3 separate regions of the Mus musculus genome follow, and all the other regions are linked to region 1. Evidence: chromatin contacts called from public HiChIP or PLAC-seq and Micro-C data. All regions are on one chromosome and are shown on one strand. The core of a region is the stretch at or near the end of the contact, and the rest is flanking DNA. Distances in the headings are between cores, read along the strand shown. Region 1 holds the start of Tesk1 (testis specific protein kinase 1). Region 2 holds the start of Reck (reversion-inducing-cysteine-rich protein with kazal motifs). Region 3 holds the start of Fancg (Fanconi anemia, complementation group G).

What was found. A called contact is a pair of places that touch in the nucleus more often than the background predicts. HiChIP or PLAC-seq counts read pairs in DNA pulled down with a chosen protein or histone mark.
Region 2: a contact with region 1 is called in a Micro-C map of embryonic stem cells, with 6 times the contacts expected there. The contact joins the promoter of Reck here to the promoter of Tesk1 in region 1. A contact is called at or near these places in 7 of 39 promoter capture datasets (the 3T3-L1 cell line, 3T3-L1-derived adipocytes, hippocampal neurons and 3 more), 1 of 15 datasets of contacts at CTCF or cohesin (embryonic stem cells), 20 of 484 Hi-C or Micro-C datasets (CD4 T cells, the G1E-ER4 cell line, the MNK3 cell line and 12 more), 3 of 115 datasets of contacts at active chromatin or transcription factors (astrocytes, embryonic stem cells and memory CD8 T cells) and 1 of 9 other capture datasets (liver).
Region 3: a contact with region 1 is called in an H3K4me3 HiChIP or PLAC-seq map of embryonic stem cells, with 15 read pairs. The contact joins the promoter of Fancg here to the promoter of Tesk1 in region 1. A contact is called at or near these places in 3 of 39 promoter capture datasets (embryonic stem cells, neural stem cells and pre-B cells), 1 of 15 datasets of contacts at CTCF or cohesin (large pre-B cells), 2 of 484 Hi-C or Micro-C datasets (embryonic stem cells and neutrophils), 19 of 115 datasets of contacts at active chromatin or transcription factors (the 230-238 cell line, the SCID.adh cell line, astrocytes and 12 more) and 3 of 9 other capture datasets (adipose tissue, embryonic stem cells and liver).

What each region holds. Positions count from the first base shown.
Region 1 is chr4:43,440,503-43,444,349 of GRCm38.p6, reverse strand. It overlaps Tesk1 (testis specific protein kinase 1), which reads right to left and starts at 2,073. Exons shown (of 10, transcript NM_011571.3): 1 at 712-2,073; 2 at 446-567; 3 at 271-319. The coding sequence starts at 915.
Region 2 is chr4:43,873,505-43,877,470 of GRCm38.p6, reverse strand. It overlaps Reck (reversion-inducing-cysteine-rich protein with kazal motifs), which reads right to left and starts at 1,941. Exons shown (of 21, transcript NM_016678.2): 1 at 1,766-1,941. The coding sequence starts at 1,865.
Region 3 is chr4:43,008,328-43,012,030 of GRCm38.p6, reverse strand. It overlaps Fancg (Fanconi anemia, complementation group G), which reads left to right and starts at 1,730. Exons shown (of 14, transcript NM_053081.2): 1 at 1,730-2,029; 2 at 2,231-2,324; 3 at 2,752-2,883; 4 at 3,118-3,320. The coding sequence starts at 1,934.

The DNA.
Region 1 (3,847 bases), core at 824-3,323:
AGCTCTTGTTTTAGTCTATTCCACGTGTAGCTAGTGGCTCCTGTATTGGACCCAGATACAAAATATCTCCATCACTAACTCCAGCTGAGTATTCTAATAAGTGGTTTGCACACAGGGAAGTTCAGGAAGCCTTTAGTTGGAGGAGGTCCTGAGGTCCTGGGCAGGCAGGTGGCTTCTTTTTAATTTCCCAGCAGACCCACCAAGATCACTGACACTCTCACTTGGGGGTGTGGTGCCTTCCCTCTTTCCTGGCCTATGCTTAATGCTTACCTCTGTAAGCGCGTGCAGCTGCCCTTGGTGCACACAGACCCCCATGAACCTGAAAGGTGATGGGGAGGATAAAGGATACGCTGTAAGAGCCCGGGCTCCACTGCATCTCCCTCCTTTCCCAAGGGACTTTTCCTCCTGCCCAGCAAGCTGTCCAGCAAGAGGCTAGGCCGTTCACCTGAGGATGTTAGGGTGCCGGAGCCGGTTCATCAGCTGCACCTCCCTTAGCGTGTTGCTCCGGTTACTGGGGAGCTTGTTCATCTTCAGCACCATGACTTGTCCCGACTGTCGGTGCCGAACCTGGGGGAGGCAAGGCTCCGTGTGTGCCCGACAGGTTGGGTGGCTGCTAGCTCAAGGATCTCTAACCCAGGCTGCGGGGCCTCTAAGTTCTAGCCTCCCGTCCAAGGCTCGGTCCCGCCCCTCTGTCCTCTCTGCGGGTCCTACCTTGTAGACCTCAGAGAAGAAACCGGCCCCGATCTTCTCTGCGCAGTCGAAATCGTCCACACGCGCAAGGCTGGACACGGCGCTGCGGAGGGCCCGGTAGGAGGAGGGCCGGCCCCGGCCCGGGCCTCCGCCTGCGCCCCCCGGCCCCTCCCCCGGAGCCTCTCCGGGCCCGGGGCCCCGCAGCGGCGGCCGTTCCCCGGCCATGGCCGGGCCCCCAGCCCCGGCCTGCTTCACATGGCCGGATCCCCGGGACCCGGGCAGGCCGCGCTCGCCATGGGCGCCGGCCCAACCCGATCCCGGGGGCCGGGACTCCCGCCCGGTGGACTCCTGGAGGACCTGCCGAAGGTCCTGGGCCCGCCCCCGCCGCGCCGGCGAGTTGGGCCCGGTGGAACGCCGCGGCTCTCCGCTCTGCGCGGGGCCTGGGCCTGGGCCTGGGCCGGGCGGCGGCGGCGCTCCCGGGCGCCGGCGGCGGGCTCCCCGCGGGCGGCTGCTGCTCCGCTTCGCCGCCGGGCTCAGGCTGTGCGGCCTGCCCGGGGCGGGGCCCGGCCCGGTCTGCGGTTAACTCCTTGGAGCCCGGGCTGCGGCCCGGCCACGCCCCCTCAGGTGCGTCCCCCGCGCGTAGGCCGGGGCGTGAATCACAGGACGACTTGAGGGTTGACTGCTGGCGCTAATTCTCCTGCGCCCTGGGCTCCACGGATCGACCACGCTGCCTGCCCGGTCTGCGTCCGACTCCGACTGTCCATTTCAGGGGGGTTTCTGACCCCGACACTCTAAATCTCGGGGCTCGCTAACACCTGTCTTCTCCGATCGCAGTATCCAGGGCTGTAGGGAGCCTCTGGCCTTCGCATCCCTGACCTGCTCGACTCCTTCTCACTCCATCTCCATCCCCCTAAGTAAAGTTGAGATTCCGACGCTCGATCCGGTGACCACCCTCTTACTTCTTTGTCCTAATAACCCTCTCTTCGGAGACGCCTGCACCTGCAAGGAGGCCCCGCCCTCGGCAGGATCCCGCCCCCTCAAAGGCCGCTGCCCCTCGGAGCCCGCTCTCCTTCGGGGGACCTTTCCTACGGATGACACTGCTACATCCGTGTGTTCCCCGAGCCCCTCAGTGCTGCACCCCCTCCTCTTTGTGTTCCTCTCACTAAAAGAGACCTGGCAGAGTGACTCGGCTAGTCATTGTGACCCCTCCTCTCAAGGTGACTCCTCCCCTCGCTAGCGCCCAGCGGTGTGACCCCTTTCGGCAGGTTGCGCCCCACGTCGGTAGACGCCAGTGTGCCCCCTCAGTCCAGAGGAGGAGGTGCAGAGGCCTCTACAGCGGTTGGGATCCTCGGAGTGCGCACGCCCGGTCTCGGGACGTGGCTTTCGCTGTTGCCGATGTTTCCGGCTCTGCCACGGACTCCTCCCCTCAAGGTCATCGGGAAGGTAGCCAATCGTCGCTAGGGTTGCGTGACGTCACTGGATCCCGGCAGAGGTCTCCTGGCATCCGTGAGCGTCCTGCCACCTCGCGGCGGAATGGAGTGAGGGCAGGCTGAATGTGCAAGGCCGTCTTGAGAGTGCACCGTATAAGGGAATCGTTCAGGTTTGGAGAGAGAACAGTCATGCACAGTTGTTCTAGAAAAGGAGAGTAGGCCAATGCGTGTTCTTTTCCCCCACTGGTAACAGCAAAACATACTCATCGCATTAAATTAGAGTTAATTCTGAGAACCTATTTGTAATCTTTTGTGTAGAGATTGAAACGGTCTTGCCCTGTAGCCCATGCTGGCTTTGGATTCATACCACACCATACCACTTTGTGCTGGGATTACAAACATATGCTACCCCTCCTGGCAGGATTTTATTTTCCATAGTTTGTGCAAGGTCTGAAGACACTCGGAATTTGTACCTGTAGGATACCCTCACTGTAGTAAGCTTAACTGACACTGGATTCTGTCCCATTAGTCATTTTGAGGATCAATGTCTGTGACAGTAGTTTCATGCTGAATTGTGTGTGTGTGTTTAGGAAGGGCGCTGTGGTGGTTATGGTGAGAGGGAGTGTTTAGGAAGAAGGCCGTGTGGTGGTTCCCTCTGCTGGGGATGCAAGACTGAGCTAGGATACACTAGTAAAAAGGAGGGAATGTTGATGTGCCTGAGAAGCTCTGTGTGTGTGTGTGTGTGTGTGTGTGTGTGTGTGTGTGTGTGTGTGTGTTGGGGGAGTGCAGCAGCCAGGTTCATCGTTAGGTTTCTATCAAGGTTTAAAACTGGTATCACCAGTTTTTAAAAGTTCAGGTGGAAAAGCTGTTGAGTGTAGGAGGTAGATTATCATCAGCCAGCAATAATGATGGTCACAGGGACGATATACTGTCACTCAGGGAGCACGCATGTGCACACTCCCTTCTTTCTCTAGTAAATATACCTGCTTTCAGATACCCTCTGGGCCTGTGACTATCCTGGGAGTAACTCATGGCCACGTGTTTTGTCCACATGTCTGTCCCTGCACCCAGTTATTTGCTGCATAGCTATGGCATTATTTTACCACTGATTAGAAAAAGGAATCTTCATTAAATCGTGGTGTCATTGTTGTGTAGTGGGTTGGTCTGTTGTGGCTCTGTATTCAAATGCTAAAAACTGTATCCCATGACCTGGCTGCTCCAAGACAAGCAGGTCCTCAACTATACCAGCTCTTGTTGTATATTCATGATTGGTTAGTAAAGATGCCTACAGCCTATAGCTGGGCAGAAGAGGTAGGTGGGGCTGAAGGTTCCCGGGCTTGTGTTCAGGCACAGAAGAGAGGAGAGAAGGAAGGGAGGGTGGAGAAGTCGCCATGGGGTGGTGTGGATTGTGAGCACCTGGCCACCAGGGCTGGCCTGTTGGAGTGGGAGTGGCCTAGGTGGAATGTGTGTGGCAAGTGATGTCTTGGGGTTATTGACAAGAAAGCAGACAAAAATAGCCCAGAGGGTTGACATCTGCCCAACTCTAGTGCTGTTAAGGTTTATTATAAAGGTTTGTGTCTTTTAGTTGGGAGGCAAATGATCTAAGGTGGAGTAGAAACCCCCACATAATATCTACCACAACATTGTTGTGCCTTTAAAAACTCATAAAAGACTTGACGACTTGAGCTTGAAGCCTGAGATGCAGGCAAAGGGGGAAGGAGAGCAGC
Region 2 (3,966 bases), core at 692-3,191, 430 kb before region 1:
TTTTTTGTTTGTTTTTTTATTATTGAGACAGGGTATCACTCTGTGACCCAGGCTGGCCTGTGTATTGTGGCAATATTCCTGCCTTAGCCTTCCAGGAATTGCAGGTGTAAACCACTACACCTGGCTTGTCCAAATACATCTAAGAGCTAACCTTTTGGTGTCTGCTATTCTACATGCTATACATGGATACCTCAGTTAATCCTCTTAGTAAAATCTTGAACCAGAAGTACCCAACCTTCTTAAAGCTCTGACCGTTTAACACACCTCATGTGGTGGTGACCCTCCCTCAACCATAAATGCTTTCTTTGCTACTTCATGACTTAAATTTTGCTACTGTTATGAATCATAATCATCTCTGGGTCTTTGATGGTCTTAGGTGACACCTGTGAAAGGATCATCGGACCTCCCAAAAGGGGTGGCGTCCCACAAGTTGAGAACCATAGATGTAGACGGTACCATATATAAGAATGTGGATATTAAAGTAAAAAAAAAGATTAAGGCTAAGTAACTTACTGAAGTTTTCCTAAAAGCCCTACTCCACAACAGTGGGATAAGAAGGGGGTAACTAGTATTCTTTAGACATCTTTGGACTAACTAGAACACAGAGAGATAAGCTGGATTAGTCAAGAATTCACAGTATTCTTTCGTCCCTTTTCTATTGGTTTCCTTACTAGTTTATAGTTAAATTTAGAATTCAAATAATTAACTAATCCCAGGTTCCTGTCACAATCTTCTTCAAATGCCTTCCTTTAAAATAAATAAATAAATAAATAAATAAAGCATCAACCAAAACTCCTTAATTTTAACTTCTCAGGCTTTCTTGAAAACTTCCTTGAGACTGGGTATGTTTTTCCCCTGAGTGCCTCTCCCTGTAAGCAACACACTCCTCCGTTACTTTTGTTATAAAAATTCCATTCATCTTTCGATGGCTAGTATAGGTAGACACTCGGTTTTTCTCATCTTCTAGGTGAATGTCAACGTTCCTCTGTGCACATGCAGCCCCACCCGCATCTCTCCTCTGAACCTGTCTGCCTGAATTCAAACTGCTTAGCGCTCCTGTCTTCCACCACCTATCAGCCTGAGGTGTCCCGGGAAGCACGAGTTCGTGTCACATCCGAACGCTGAGCAAGCGCAGGAAGGACAATCCTAAGCGGTCAAGCTTTCCATCCATCTCTGGTGCAACTGCTTTAACAGAGCCCTAGAACACACCTCTCTCCCGAAGCCAAGCCGCCACGGGGTGATTTATCGATGTGTAGTCAACCCCCACCCCACCTTACCCCATCCCCCAGCCGGGTCTCAGACCCACGGTGCACCCGCCAGGCAACCTTGTGGACCCTATCAAAGTTCACCGCCACTCAGGCCAAGTCAGTCAAATTAACAAGTGACAACAACTGACTGGGCAGCAGCAGGGGAGCTGCACCTACGTATCCCTTCCGCCCAGCGGTGCTATCCGGAGCCCAGGCACCTCCCTGTTTTCTGACAGGGACCCTGGCCAGGGACCAGGGTCCGGCAGGGCAAGGGGCCCCTGTCTGGGAGGTGACAGAACAAGGCCTCGAACCCCAGTCACCACCCCAGGGTTCGCAAGATCTTCAGGGAGAAGAAGACGAGGGCGGAGAGCGGCCTCCGGGTCGGGCTCCAGCCCGGCGTTCCTGACCGCCGCCCGCGGGTCTGGGGGCACGCGCACCCCGCCCCCGGCTCCGCGCCATCTTGGAGCGCTGAGGCACTCCTCAGGACCGCCCCGATCGTGGCTCCCGCGGCTACTCACCCGCGCTGCCCGGGGCCAGGCCCCCCGTCACCTCCGCGACCCCCGCCGCGGCCAGCAGAAGTAGCAGCGCGCTGCGCGGGGAGGCCCGGACGCTCGCCATGTCCGGGCCGGGTGGGTCCGAAGCCGCGGGATGCTCGGACCCAGCCTGGCCGTAGCAACCCCTGGCACCAGGCCCCGCCCCCGGCGCCTTGGCTCTCTGGTGATTGGCTGCGGCTCGCTGAAGCCCCGCCCCGGCCGCTCAGAGTTTTCAAAACCTCCCGGGGGGCGGCAGCGCGCCCTGGACCCTGGCTCTTTGTTATGGGCCAGCTGTGTGTCGCCTTCGGACTCGGGCTCCCGGGCTGCGGTCTTCAAACGGGAAGTCAGAGGCTGGAGACCCCTGTGGAATGCCTCTGTCCCGTGTCGGGGCACATAGGGGGTGGGGAGCCCGCAGCTCAGGGGCGACTGGCCTGCCGAGATCACTCTGCAGGTCCGTCTGATTTGCAAGGGCTAAGTCAAAGCTGAACTGTAGGGCGTGCACCCCTAGTTGAATCCTCCAGAACACTCTTACTATCCTGTCCAAAGGCTGCCTCGACCTAAAGAAGGCGTGTTACCTGGCCTCCCCTCAAAGCCAAAGGGCTCTGCTGAGGGCACGGATTCACAGGCTGGCTTCGCTGTTAATACCTATTGCACTCAGAGAAAGGGTCAGGGCAGCCTGTATGACTAGACTTAGAGAGCCTTGAAATTCAGAATTGGTTCGAGAGGATTTGGAGATGAATCTTTGAGCAGCTACTCCGGAGAATGTTCCAGAGGACCTAGGAATCAAAGCGAATTCATTGTGGAGAAACGCCCCCCACCCCCCACCCCCCCCTTTTTCCTGGCTACCTGGCCCTTGAACAGATAGCTCGTCCAGTTTAGAGACTTGCTGTTCAGAAGTGAAGCCAATTGCTTATTTCCAGATTCCTCTATTCAGGTCACTAACAGCAGCTTTCTCCTGCGACAGATGGTAACTATGACTGTAATGAAAAGAACAAAGTCTTGACACCCTCCTCGAGTCCAGATTGTACACTACTCCCGACTAGCCCCGTGTCTGTGGGTGAGGACATTTTTACTTCTGAGCCTCCCCCCCACCCCAACCCTCATGCTGGCCTTCTTGATAAGATTAATGAACGTATTGTGTTTATTTACTTATTTTGAAGACAGGATCTCATACAGCTCAGGCTGACCTTGAGTTTACAATGAAGCCAAGGCTGGCCCTGATTTCCTGATCAAGCGCACAGGAACCCAGTCTCATATTGTATTTAGAATGTCTCAGACAGTGCTTGACCCAGTGAATAATTGAGATATCTGAACTCAGGCCATGGGGCTAACTGGCTGAACGTATTTCCCACTCTGCCCCTACTACTTTGTGCTTCTTCAAAACAACAGACTTTCTTTATTAAAAACACTGAGGACAAGCCGGGCGTGGTGGTGCATGCCTTTAATCCCAGCACTTGGGAGGCAGAGGCAGGTGAATTTCTGAGTTCAAGGCCAGCCTGGTCTACAAAGTGAGTTCCAGGACAGTCAGGGCTATACAGAGAAACCCTGTCAACAAAACAAAACACCACTGAGGACTGTATTACATCGTTTCTGCCCCACCCTCTTCCCTTATCAACTAAGGCTTTACTTTCTGGAACAGTTCTAGGCTCATAGCCCAGCTGAATGGACGGTACTAAAACATAAAGTGCCCCTCATATGCACAGCCTCTCTTACAACCAATGTCCACCACCTGGCACCTTTGTGACAATGGGCGTGCCCGAGCTGACACGCGGAGTCACTATTGGGAATGTGCTGTGACAAATGTATAGCGTTTATCTACCACTCTTCCTTTTAACTTTATTTAAAGTGTAGCTGTCAGGAAAAGTGTGTGGTTCACCTTGGAGCTCATACTATATTTCTGCCCTACAATGCTGGTGTGATCACGTGTCACTTAAAACGATCGATGCTTAGAGATCAATATGGTGCTTTTAGATAGACTTAATCACCAACTATTGGTTGTTCTGAAGCTCTTATTTTTTCAAATCCTATTTTTACTGATGACTCTTAAATGCTTTAACCTTCCTTGTAACCCATCACCCACCAGAGGTATTGGAAAAGAAAGGATACAGAGGAAGTGGACCTGTTTAGAAAGGTTCTTTGGAGCAACTCCCGTCTGTGTTGTCTAGGAATCGGCAGTTGAGTTCACA
Region 3 (3,703 bases), core at 481-2,980, 430 kb after region 1:
TCCTGAGTTCGAGTCCCAGCAACCACATGGTGGCTTACAACCATCTGTAATGAGATCTGGCGCCCTCTTCTGGTGTGTCTGAAGACAGCTACAGTGTACTTACATATAATAAATAAATAAATCTAAAAAAAAAAAAAAAAAAAAAAGAGCACTGACTGCTTTTCCAGAAGTCCTGGGTTCAATTCCCAGCAACCACATGGTGTTCCACAACCATCTGTAATGAGATCTGGTGCCCTCTTCTGGCTTGCAAGCATACATGTAGGTAGAAGAAGAACACTGTAAATAAATGAGTCTTTAAAAAAATAAAAAATAAGAATGGTGAACGTTGCCACGTATGGTCGAGGCAGTGTACACCTTTAACTCCAGCACTTGAGAGGCAGAGACAGGCTAATCTCTGTGAGTTTGAGGCCAGCCTGGTGTACAGAGGGTGTTCCAGGGCATCAGGGCTACACAGAGAAAGCCTCTCTGGAAAAGAAAAAGAACACAACAACCACCACCACTGCACCCCCCCCCCCCCGCACCTCCACCCAAAAAAGAAACAACAACAACAACAACAACAACAACAAAACTCTCATTGCCTGCTGGATAAGATGGTGCACACCTGTAATTCTAGCACTTGAGAGGCTCAGGCAGGAGGATCACCATCAGGTGGAGGTTGCAAAGCCAGTACCAGGCCAGCCAGGATTACACAGTGAAACTCTCAAAAATATCATCGGGCTGTACAGACGGCTCGTCTTAAGAGTACTTAGTGCTCGTGCAGGCCCTCAGGCCTGTGTTCAAGGTTGGTTCCCAGTGCCCATGTCAGGTGGCTAAGGACTAAAATTCAAATCCAGGGCATTGGGCATCTCTGCCCATCAGTCCTGCATGCACTCACATGTACCTACCCATAAACAGACGCATAAACGTAATTTTAAAAAACACAAAATAAAAACAAGCCTTCAAAAATGATAACAACAAGGCAAAAGCAAATCTTGTTAAACCTGTGAAAGTGATTTCTTGTTTTCTAAGCTTTTTATTTGGGGCTCTTTTTTTTTTCTTTTTCTAGACAGGGTTTCTCTGTATAGCCCTGACTGTCCAAGAACTCACTTTGTAGACCAGGCTCAGAAATCTGCCTGCCTTTGTCTCCCCAGTGCTGGGATTAAAGGCGTGTGCCACCACGCCCAGCTTTATTTGGGGCTCTTGTATGTCTTTTGTGAAGTGTTTTGAGTTGCTGCTACCATATACATAGTGTCAAGTACTTTTTTTCTCCTTCCTTTCTGCGTAGGAATGTCCGATTCTCCGCGTTTTTTGTTTTTTTGTTTTTCTCAAAGAGAAAGGATGAGATTACCAAGGGCTTCAGTCTCCTGTCCTTAGTTTTCGGGAGACATTTTCTTCCGGGGTTGGGGGGTTGGGTGGGGGTAGGGATGGGTGATGAGGAATCTTTTCTTGGGCGTTCTCCACAGTACTACAACTCCCAGCAAACACCGCGCGGTCCGTCTTCCAGCCACGGAGCGGGGAAACCTGGACTGCCGTTGGTTCTAAGGCAGAGCGCCGCCAGAGACTGGTGCCAAGACCCACTCCTCCTAAACTAGCCTCAACACTCTGACCCCCGCGGAGGCCCTGCAGACCCAGCAGTTCGTCCTTGGCATGTGGCTGGCCTCCTGTCTCCCCGCCTCCTTGTTCCGGGTTTCTTTTCAGTTTCCCGCGGAACCGTCTCTTGAAGACAACCAACCGCGGCCGAGAGTGTTGCAGCTTGGCCAACCACAGGCGCGGTGGGTGGTGGCGGGGACTGAGAGGTGGGTTTCTGGTCAGGGAGAGCAAGCCCGGCTGCGACCCGGGGGGAGTCCGGTGGGGTGCAGAAGTGGCTTCTTGCGGTTAGGGTGAAGACACCGGTGGGACCAGCCTCCACCCATGAAAAGACCCCTTCGGGTAACAGTGATCTACCTCGGCGACAATGTCCAGCCAGGTCATTCCAGCCCTCCCCAAAACATTTTCCAGTAGCCTGGACCTGTGGAGGGAAAAGAACGACCAGCTTGTTAGACAGGCTAAGGTAATGTGGTTGCTGGGACTCTCACCTTGTACCCTCAAGATGTCAGAAAGCGGCTTTGTAATGATCTCACCCTAGTCTAGGGGGAAGGAACAGAGCTTGACCTCCGTCCTTAGAAACAGAAGTGACAGGAATATGTGTCCCTCCCTGTCTCTGTTACAAGGGAGAAAGACTGATCCTTAATGCCTCCCTACATAATTTCAGCAACTCACCAGGGATTCTCGTCCCTCTCTGAGGCGACAGCAATCGGCCCAAGACACACTGGAAGGGCTTAGGGAACTCCTCCTCACTCTACAAGGTAAGAACGACCTTCCAGAAGGTTCAGTTCCCCCCTCAGACCACCCCGCAAATCACCAGCATTCAAAGATGAGCTTCTTTTACGAGGTTCTAGGATTGAGGTGATTTTCCTAGGGCTTATGGAGTCCTGCGTAAAGCCCAGAAGAGACTGGGTGGGATTGTCTTTCAGTAGCTTAATTCCTTCTTCTTTTCACACACACACACACACACACACACACACACACACACACACACACACACACACAGGAACATTTGAAGAGGTGATTTTCAGGAGATTTAGAGAACTTCCTGCTCTTTCCAAAGTTGTCTGAGCAAAAACTGAATTCCTTCTTGAAGCCTTGGTTGGAGTGGGGTTGGTCTCTGGGTTGGAAACCATTTGGGCTGTGTTTCATGGGACAGCCTGTGAGACCAGCATCCTGTCGCTCCAGGACTCCCTGCTGCTGTCCCCGCTCTCCCCTTGGAGCTGACTGTCCTCTGTAATTGTATAATCCTGAGGGCTAGCCTAGTCCAGGCTTTCACTGAAGATCTTACCCAGGATCTTCAAAGGGGCCTCGAAAGAGGTAAGGTCTCCTCTGCTCCTGGTAGTTTCAGTTTGGATTTAGGGATGAGGCTGGGGGGTGAGAGGAACATCTGTCCACGGAGACAGATGTTCTTTTCTAATCCTCTGTATGTTCCTCAGACTAGGCAGGTGTATTATTGTAGTCTTTGGGCTCTTTCAGAAAGGAAAACCCAGAGAGTATAGGGAGATGAGAGATGGGTGTGTGTGTGTATGTGTGTGTGTTTGTGCTTTACAGTGCTGGAGGCCCAGCATCACCTGGAGCCCAAGTCACAGCAGGGACTCAAGGAGCTGTGGCACTCTGTCCTCTCTGCTTCCTCCCTTCCACCGGAGCTGCTGCCTGCCTTACACTGCCTGGCCAGCCTTCAAGCTGTCTTCTGGATGAGTACCGACCACCTGGAGGACCTGACCTTGCTGTTACAAACCCTAAATGGCAGCCAGGTAACTGGGGAAATGAAGATGAATGTACCTCCCCACACCCCCAAATCTCCTAGGGCTTCAGACATGCTAAGCAAGCACTCTACCTTTTCCATCTTCCCTTCCTGCCCATCTTCCTGTTTTCTAATGTAATTTTATGTGTTTGAGTGTTTGACTTGAATATATGTATGTGTACCATGTTTGTGCCTGGTACCCATGGAAGTCAGAAGAGGGGGTTGGATCCCCTGGAACTGGAGTTAAAGAGCCACTAATTGGGAGCCATCATGTAGATGCTAGGAACTGAAGTTGGGTCCTCTGTAAGAATAAGTGCTCTTAACCACTGAACCATTTCTCTAGTCTACTTCCACTTTACAACACACACACTTTTTTTTTTTTTTGGAGACAAG